2 separate regions of the Macaca mulatta genome follow, and region 2 is linked to region 1. The links are chromatin contacts, called in public Hi-C maps. All regions are on one chromosome and are shown on one strand. Each heading gives the region's core, a stretch centred on a gene start, on an enhancer-like site or on the middle of the called end of the contact. The rest is flanking DNA. Distances are from core to core; before and after follow the strand shown.

Evidence for each region. A called contact is a pair of places that touch in the nucleus more often than the background predicts.
Region 2: a Hi-C map of liver shows a contact between it and region 1, with 2.0 times the contacts expected there. The contact joins the promoter of LARP1B here to the promoter of MFSD8 in region 1. A contact is called at or near these places in 2 of 14 Hi-C or Micro-C datasets (fetal cortex germinal zone and liver).

The regions. Positions count from the first base shown.
Region 1 is chr5:136,716,709-136,721,677 of T2T-MMU8v2.0, reverse strand. MFSD8 (major facilitator superfamily domain containing 8) reads left to right here and starts at 2,857. Exons shown (of 11, transcript XR_013417292.1): 1 at 2,857-2,933. ABHD18 (abhydrolase domain containing 18) reads right to left here and starts at 2,727. Exons shown (of 11, transcript XM_078002243.1): 1 at 2,402-2,727.
Region 2 is chr5:136,824,262-136,828,703 of T2T-MMU8v2.0, reverse strand. LARP1B (La ribonucleoprotein 1B) reads right to left here and starts at 1,302. Exons shown (of 19, transcript XM_078002251.1): 1 at 812-1,302.

The DNA of each region.
Region 1 (4,969 bases), core at 1,608-4,107:
AAATATAATTCAACAAATATAATTCCTTTTAATCTTACACTGAACAAGAGTAACAAAATAGGAAGCTTGTTTGTTTGTTTGAAACGGGTGTGGGTAACTATCCTGGGCAGTCACCTAAGGAAATCCACCAACTGGACGGTCTCATATTCTCGTGTGAAACATTCAAGAAATAATCTAATCTCTTCAAATTTAGCTCCTCTTTTCCATGGGCTTTATTAAAAAAAACAAACATATATATATACACATACACACATATATGTTTAAATGTTTACTTTGTTTGGATGCTATGTGTTCCTAAGAAACATTTTTTCTTTTTTTTTTTTCTACTGGTACAATACACTAAGCTTACTTAGATTTCACCAGCTGTGTATGTACTCATCCCATGTGCTTTTGTGGTCTGAAGTCATCACTTGGAGGCACCAATGGAAAAGAGCAGTGTCAGAGGACTGGGATTCCTCTACTAGCTGTATGACCTTGAGTAGGCCACTTTAACCTATAAACAGAAAGTAATATCTGCCCTGATACATGATAGCCAATTATTTCACTTATATAAAAACTGAATATCTACTATATATTTATGAGATATGAGGAAAGATCCTGCTTGCTGCTTTGCCATTTTTTCCCCTTAAGACGCCTGGTGGTAAAGAGCACAGGTTTTAGAACCAGGAGTCCTGCGTTTCTTGAATTCTAGCTCTGTTGCTTGTTAGCTGTATGACTGTGGGCAAGTTACTTAATCTCCCTGCCTTCCATTTCCTTGTATACATGAGACAATTCCCACCTCAGAGGATTGTTGTAAGGATTAGATGAGGTAATTCAATGAGCATTCATCCAACGTATATTTATCTAGGAACCATTCTGCCTACTGCTATACTGGTTAAAAATCCCCTTGTCCACTATATATGTGCCATACATTGCTAGCCCCCAGGAATTAAAAAAGACAATATAGACAATATAGTAAAGCGACATTATGGCAAGAAAATACTAACTTTTCTACCTATGTATCTTCTTGGAACCAATAATACAAATCTGACTTGTTTTTGTGAACTGTTACAAATGAATCTACAAGACTGAATCCAAGTGCAAATAGGTCTTGATTTAGATGGTATTTCTGAATAGTACGTTTCAAGGTTTTTATTTATTTTTTTTTGAGACAGAGTCTCGCTCTCTTGCCCAGGCTGGAGTGCAGTGGCACGATCTCGGCTCACTGCAGCCTCAGCCTCCTGGGTTCAAGGGATTCTCCTGCCTCAGCCTCCTGAGTAGCTGGGACTACAGGTGCGTGCCACCAAGCCCGGCTAATTTTCTTTTTTTTGGTGTATTTTTAGTAGAGTCGAGGTTTCACCGTGTTAGCCAGGATGGTCTCGATCTCCTGACCTCATGATCCGCCCGCCTCGGCCTCCCAAAGTGCTGGGATTACAGGCGTGAGCCACCGCACCCGGCCTGCACGTTTCAAGTTTAGGTGTTCACCAGTTGACCGTGCCTGGTTGATACACACAAGGTCAAAAATGACACAAAGATCAGAAGTGATGTCATATATCATACACGACTGTGCAACTAGTATAGGACCTAGCATTGGGTAAATGCTCATAAATATTAATTAAAAAAATTAAGTTTGGTTTCCAACTTTGCCACTTCCACACCGAGTGACTCTAGGTTTAACTTGTCTGGATCTTAATTTTCGGTAAAATAGAAATGTGTCTGCTTTGCCTATTTCAGTTGTGATCAAATGAAATTACATGACAATGTATCTGGCGCTAATAAAACGGTAATTTATGAGACACAGAATGACTACTGACACCAGCTAGCCTACAAGCCTAATAGTAAAGATAAGATGTTAATACATAACTACCAGGAAATAAACATGGAGATCTCGTGAAAACCCATGACATGTTTTCTAAAAATGTCATCTTCCTTGTGACGAAAGGAGCTGGTCATTGCTAGGCAGGTGCTGTGCCTTTTTCAACCTCCACGTTTCAGCAGCAGGCTCTTCTGAGTGAGATTTTGCAAGGCTGAGGCCCCCGTAGGCGCAGCCGCCGTTGGGGTGCGCATCCGGCAACCTGCAGCTTACAAGCAGCGGATCCCACCTTCAGTACTGGCTTTGACAAGCCCTCCAGGTAATGTGCCCTTGCATTTAGCCGACCTAGAGAAGAGAGCTGGAAGGCAGCTCTACCTTTCACGGGGGGTAAGGGACTGCCCACCCGCTCGCCCCCATCACCTCGGCCCTCCGGAGCGCGCCGCGGACTTCAGCCTTGTCTCTCGCCCCTGCCTCACCCCACGTCCCTGACCCGCGAGTCTCCCGCCTAGCTCCGCGTCCCAGGTCCCTGCCTCCCGGCACGTACACGACGCGCTAAGAGGCGCGGGGAGCTCTTAGCGCGCCTGCTACTTAACCCGGCCGGCTACCTACCGGCCGTCAGGCAGAAGCCTGCGATTGAGCTGGCCGGGCCTCCCAGCACCGCCGCTTTCCAGGCTCCCTTTCGAGGACTCGACTTTGGTCAGAGCCCCAACCGCGGGTCGGGTAACCTTTCCAGGAATCCAAATGGAAGGCGAAGCGGAGAGACGAAGACGAGCGCGGGGCGGAGCGGGGCGGGGCGGCAGTTTGGACACGCCCCGAGCTCGCCTCGGCTCTTCCTCCCCCTCAGAATGGGAAGCGCCTACTGAGGGAGAAGGCTCCCTTGCCCTGCTGCTTCCTTTCGCCCTGCGCTGTCCGGCCTTCCGCGTGACCCCGCCTATGACCTCGGGGCGTTCCGCTCACGTCCGACTGTCAGGTGCGCACGCGCACTTGCAGGCTTGTTTTGCCAGCTTCACGCCACCCAGAATGTGAGAAAGCAGGTGTCGCGAGAGTTGGGCGCAAGACGCCTTGTAGGGACTGTAACTATGGCGGACCTGCGGATCGAAGGTGAACGGGAGCCGCTGTTAGGCGACACACCTGGAAGCAGGTGAGCGAATCCTGGTAGAGGGACCCCTCAGCCTCCTGCGCTGTTGGGACTGGCTCCTTTCCGGGCGTCACCCGCACTGGGACGAACCCTCGCTGCCAGAGGGGTGCCAGCGCGGTAGGAGCCGGTGGCCGGGTTGTGTGAACAGAGGAGATTCGCTCCCAAGGTAAGATAAAGGGCATCTGGCCGCACCTTGCGGTGATGAGCCGGTGGGTTCGAGTGACGGGCCGGAGAAACCCAGGCTGCTGCTTTGCCTGTTGCAGCAGCCAAGCCACCACATTCTGTATCTTCAGAATTCTATATTTGGCTCTTTGTAGCTGATCACTTTACACATTTCACAGTTCCAAAATGATGGATTTAATCGATGCTTGAAGTTATCGGTCTTAATAATGACCTGCTGCCTGACTGCCTGACAACCTCTTTGAAGGAGTGGCCTGCCCCTCCACATCTGTGGGCGTTTCTCCTTAGGTGGAACCAGAGACTTGAGAAAAGAAATGAGACACAGAGACAAAGTATAGAGAAAGAAAAGGTGGGCCCAGGGGACCTAAGCTGGCACCGGTCTCTGAGTTCCCTTAGTATTTATTGATAATTATCCTTACCGTCTTAGAAAAAGGGAAGTGACAGGATAATAGGATCATCATAGGGAGAAGGTAAGCAGTAAGAAATGTGAATAAAGATCTCTGTGATATTAGTTTAAGGAAAAGTGCTGTGCCTTGATATGCATATGCAAACATCTCCATAAACCTTTTTAGTGCATAAAGAGCAGCATTGCTAGGAAGTCCCACCTTTCGCCCTAAGGCGGTTTTCTCCTTTCTCAGTAAACAGAACAACAATCTGGTTTTACACCGAGATGTTCCATTGCCCAGGGACGGGCAGGAGACAGATGCTTTTCTCTATCTCAACTGCCAAGAGGCCTTCTTTCCTCCTATACTAGTCCTCCTCAGCACAGACCTTTCACGGGTGTCAGGCTGGGGGGCGTCAGGCTGGGGGACGATCAGGTCTTTCCCTTCCCACGGGGCCATATTTCAGACTATCACATGGGGAGAAACCTTGGACAATACCTAGCTTTCCTAGGCAGAGGTCCCTGTGACCTTTGGCAGTGTAAGCGTCCCTGGGTACTTGAGATTAAGAGAATGGTGATGACTTTTAACCAGTAAGCTGCCTTCAGGCACTTCTTTAACAAAGCACACCCTGCACAGGCCAAAATCCTTTAAACCTTGAGTCACCGCAGCACATGTCTCTTGCAAGGACAAGGTTGGGGGTAGGGTCACAGATTAACAGCATCTCAAATATAGAACAAGGTGGATGTTAGGCAGGAATCTAGACCCAACTTGGCGGTGTTACCCGGCATAGCAGGCCTTTTGTTAAAGACTCCCTTCACCCTTGTACACACTCGCAGACTTACATGTGTCAGAGTTCTGGCTGGGCAACCACACTTCCCCATGACCTGCAGCTCACCTGCATTCAACAAGTTCGTGAACAGCAGTTTTGGTTGACAGTTTCCAAAGACCCCTTCCTCATGACCCTTACTCAACTCCTGCCCTAGTAGTTTCAGGACCCCCCAGGCCCTGTTTGCACAACCAGCTTCCCTACCTCTCGGGCTATAAAAAGCCCCTACCGTCCTCCCTCAGTGCGACTTCCTTGGCCCGCACCTTTGGACCGAGGAACCTCGCTCGCGAGTCCTAATAAAGGCTGTTCTCACTGCCATTTGCCTTGTGTCTTCGTTCCCGGTTCGGCTCCAGCCTCAGTTTACCTTTACATTTGGTGCCGAAACCCAGGAGGAGACCCCTCCCCCGGACCCTTCCTAGGTCGGGCAGGCTCTCCTCTCCCAGAGCCAGGACCTTCTTTCTGAGCCGGGAGCCGTTTCACCAAATCCAAGACTCAATTCAATCACTGCTGGGTAAGTTTTCCCCTGTCCTGTAGGCCCCCTCCGGGAAGTCCTTGTCTGAAACGCATGGCCACGTCAGGGGCTCCCTCTGGTCAACTGTGACCTTGGCACCGGGGACTAGGAGACGTCCAACCTCCCTGGAAGCTGCCGT
Region 2 (4,442 bases), core at 53-2,552, 110 kb before region 1:
ACGGCGACGGCGGCGGCGGTGGCGGTGGTGGCGGCTCCCCGCCGAAGGGGCCACCTGGCCCACGCGCCTTGTGCGCCAAGTGCAGCGCCAGGGGCCTCACGGGGACAGCCGCCTGGGGCACGCTGCGTCCCAGCACCAGCGCCGGCGACGGCTCTCCCCGCGCCCCCGCGCTAGTGGCGGCCGCGGCCCTGTCCTCCCTCGCCGCCTCTTTGCCCTCACGTTCGGGCGGGGGCGGCTGCTCGGCCGGCCGGTTCGCCGCGGCCAACAGCGACTCCCTCTCAGCAGTCACCGCGGGCGGATCCTCCCGAGAATGGGCGGCGGGCACCGGGGCGCGAGCAGACATCGTCCCTCTGCCCCAGCCGCCCCGGCCGGGGTGGCCCCGAGGCCAGGGAGCCTGACTGCCCGTCTCTCCGCCCGGACACCGACCGGCTCCAGCTGGGGGCAGAGAACCTGAGAGCCCGGCGGCCGTGGCCGCCACTGCCGCCGCCCGCCGAGGCCGCGCAGCGCCCGGCGTGACGCCCCTCCCCGCACCGAACGGAGCGCCAACCGCCCGCCGGCCCCGTCCTCTACGCGACGCACGCCCGGAGCCCGCCACCACGCGCCGGGAGCCGCAGCCGGGAGCCGCGAGCTCTCACCTGGCGCAGGGCAGCTGCGGAGGCGCAGCACGCAGGGGCCTAGGAGCTTTACCCGAGTTGGGGAGGCGCGAGCAGCCAGCGCCGGTAACTGCCCGCGGAGGCGTGGAGACGGCGAGGAGGGGCGGCCCGAGAGCACGGGGCGGGGCCTCCCTGAGGAGCGTGACGTGGCTACTCACCGGCTCCTTCCCTCGCCGGGCCACTCGCGGGAGCTGACGGATTCGACCGCCCGGGTGCCGCCCGGCCCGAAGGCCTGCCCCGCCCCGGAGGCCCTCCGAGTGCGAGGGAGGACTAAGGGGACGACTCCCGGCTCACGGTCTGAGGCCGCCCCTACTGCGGGCTCAGGGGCGGGACGCGCACCAGCCCTCTGTGGCTCGCGGCCTGCCCCCGCGGCGACGGTGGCCAAGGGCCTGGGCGGGCCGCGCACATGGCGCCGGGAGGACCGGGCGCTTGATTTGCCCTTAGGCCCTAAAGCTGGGTCGCGGCTAGGCTAAGGGAGGGAACGCGGTGTCGACCCCCGGCCTGGGGCGGCTCCCAAGTGAAGTGGGCTCCCGGGCCCGGCCGCTTGGCCCCCTGGCGCCCGGCGCCTCCCCCCTGTGAAAGTTGCCTCCTGGCGCCTCCGGGCACTGCGATCACCTGTAATCTTGAGCCACGTCCGAGATGAAAGCGGAGTTACCTCCTGGTAACTGTTTAGGAAACCTTTGCCCCGGCGTTCGGTTTAGTGCGCCTCCCCGCCCGGATTCCCACCCACCAACTAAAAGAGTTTTAAAGGGTTACTGAGTAAATTAAATAGTATTTCGCTGGCTTTTAGATTTTTTTGTTGTTGTTTCTTTAATTTGGGGAAACAGCACTTAATTATAAGTTAACCATATTCCCAATAGGCTTTTTCTTCCTGGAATGGATGTTAAAATGGTACAAAGACGTTGCGATAATAAATCGGATACTAGCTTTCTACTTGGCACTCACATTCACTTAGAGATGATACTCGTTTCATATGCGTGTATTTTTGAGTCATTGTTTGTGTTCTGATGCAAGGTGGCTGAGAGCAGGTTCCGCCGCTGATGTTTCTTTTTCCGAGCCCCACAACCCCATAGCCTTGTGAAATAAGTTATCCGTGCTTGCCTTTTGTATGGGCTTGCAACCCCCACCCCACGTCCAGTAGGTCTCGCTTCAATTACATTCAACCCGACGTTAATACTTTTTGCTTACTCAAAAGCTGTACTCGGCATGATTTTCCTAAGGCTAATAACCTATTTATACATAACAGCTATAAACAATAAGGGTTTTCTTGTTTTCCATGTCAGTGATCTCCAGTTTACCTGACCCTAAGTAACCTAGAGAACCTTGTTGCAGGGCCAGGCGCGGTGGCTCATGCCTGTAATCCCAGCACTTTGGGAGGCCGAGGCGGGCGGATCACAAGGTCATGAGATCGAGACCACAGTGAAACCTCGTCTCTACTAAAAATACAAAAAATTAGCCGGGCGCGGTTGTGGGCGCCTGTAGTCCCAGCTACTCGGGAGGCTGAGGCAGGAGAATGGCGTGAACCCGGAAGGCGGAGCTTGCAGTGAGCCGAGATCGCGCCACTGCACTCCAGCCTGGGCTGGGCGACAGAGCGAGACTCCGTCTCAAAAAAAAAAAAAAAAAAAAGAGAACCTTGTTGCAATTAAACGGGGATTGTACTTCCACCTATATTCCCAGCCATCTTTACTAGCTCTGTTAGGTTATTAGTGGCCCTGTGGTTTTGTTGTTGTTGTTGTTGTTGTTTTGAGACGGAGTCTTGCTCTGTCGCCCAGGCTGGAGTGCAGTGGCCAGATCTCAGCTCACTGCAAGCTCCACCTCTCGGGTTCATGCCATTCTCCTGCCTCAGCCTCCCGAGTAGCTGGGACTACAGGCGCCCGCCACCACGCCCGGCTAATTTTTTGTATTTTTTAGTAGAGACCAGGTTTCACCGTGTTAGCCAGGATGGTCTTGATCTCCTGACCTCGTGATCCGCCCGTCTTGGCCTCCCAAAGTGCTGGGATTACAGGCTTGAGCCACCGCACCCGGCCTATCGCTTTGTATTTTTTATTGGTGGTGGTGGTGGTTGTTTGAGACAGAGTCTCACTCTGTTGGCCCAGGCTGATCACAGTGGCGTGATCTCGGCTAACTGCAACCTCTGCCTCCGAGGCTCAAGAGATTCTCCTGCCTCAGCCTCCTGAGTAGCTGGGATTACAGGCACGCCACTACCACCCAGCTAATTTTTGTATATTTAGTAGAGATGGGGTTTCATCATGTTGGCCAGGCTGGTCTTGAACTCCTGACCTTAAATGATCCACCCGCCTCAGCTTCTCAAAGTGCTGGGATTACAGGTGTGAAGCACGGCGTCTGGAGTTCTTTTTTTTTTTTTTTTTTTTTTGGAGGTAATCTCTCTCTGTGCCCAGGCTAGAGTGCAGTGGCGCAGTCAGGGCTCACTGCAACCTCTGTCTCTCGGGTTCAAGCGATTCTCATGCCTCAGCCTCTTGAGTAGCTGAGATTACAGGCTCCCACCACCACACCAGGCTAATTTTTGTATTTTTGGTAGAGATAGTGTTTCACCATGTTGGCCAGGCTGGTCTTGAACTCCCGGCCTCAGGTCATACCCCCCCCCCCCGCCCACCTTGGCTTCTCAAAGTGCTGGGATTACAGGCGTGAACCACCACGCCCAGTCTCACACCTCTGTAAAGGGTCCTTTTAATAATAAACTTAAAATTACAAAATTTGAGCGTTCCGTCTGATTTTAGTTTCATCTGACTGACCTAATTTGCTGTTATTAACCTATATCTTGTTACTTTATTCTGCCTCTGCAGCTACGTGCCAGACTCTTCCTCTGCTTCTTAGTTCAAAATCAAGGATAAAAGACTGCTTGACCCTAGTTATTTTTTCCAGCCAGATTATACAAGTCATTAGCCAATCTGTGGATTTTCTGCCCTTGGGTAGGGTATTCACCTGGTCTGGAAGAACAAATTATTTGGTTCAAAACACTGCCATCGGCCAGGCGCAGTGGCTCAAGCCTATAATCCCAGCACTTTGGGAGGCCGAGGCTGGCGGATCACGAGGTCAGGAGTTCGAGACTAGCCTGGCTGACATGGTGACACCCTGTCTCTACTAAAAATACAAAAATTTAACGGGGCATGGTGTTGTGAGCCTGTAGTCCCAGCTACTCAGTAGGCTGAGGCAGAAGAATTGTTTGAACCTGGGAGTCAGAGGTTGCAGTGAGGTGGCACCAGTCCACTCCAGCCTGGGCTACAGAGTGAAAGTCCATCTCAAAAACAAAAAAACACTGCCCTCTGGGTTGGCATGGTGGCTCACGCCTGTAATCCCAGCACTTTGGTAGGCCAAGGCAGGCGGATCACTTGTGGTCAAGAGTTCGAGACCAGCCTGGCCAACATGGTGAAACCCCATTTCTACTAAAAATACAAAACTTAGCCGGGCATGGTGGCAGGTGCCTGTAATCCCAGCTACTTGGGAGGCTGAGGCAGGAAAATCTCTTGAACCCAGTGAGCTGAGATCGTGCCACTGCATTCCAGCCACTCCAGCCTGGGAGACAGAGAGAGACTCACTCTAAAAAAAAAAAAAAAAAAAAAAAAAAAAAAGCTGCCGTCAAGGCAATGGGGGTGAGAGAAGAGCCAATTTACAGTAAGCATGTGTGAGAGGTAGCATCCTTTAACCAGGTTTTTTTAACCCTGTTCTCTCTCTCAGTGAATAGCACCATAAAACCTAGTCCATAAAACCTAAGAGTCATCCTTTCACCCCCGTCCCTCAAGCTCCATGGCTAGTTTATTCATTTACAAA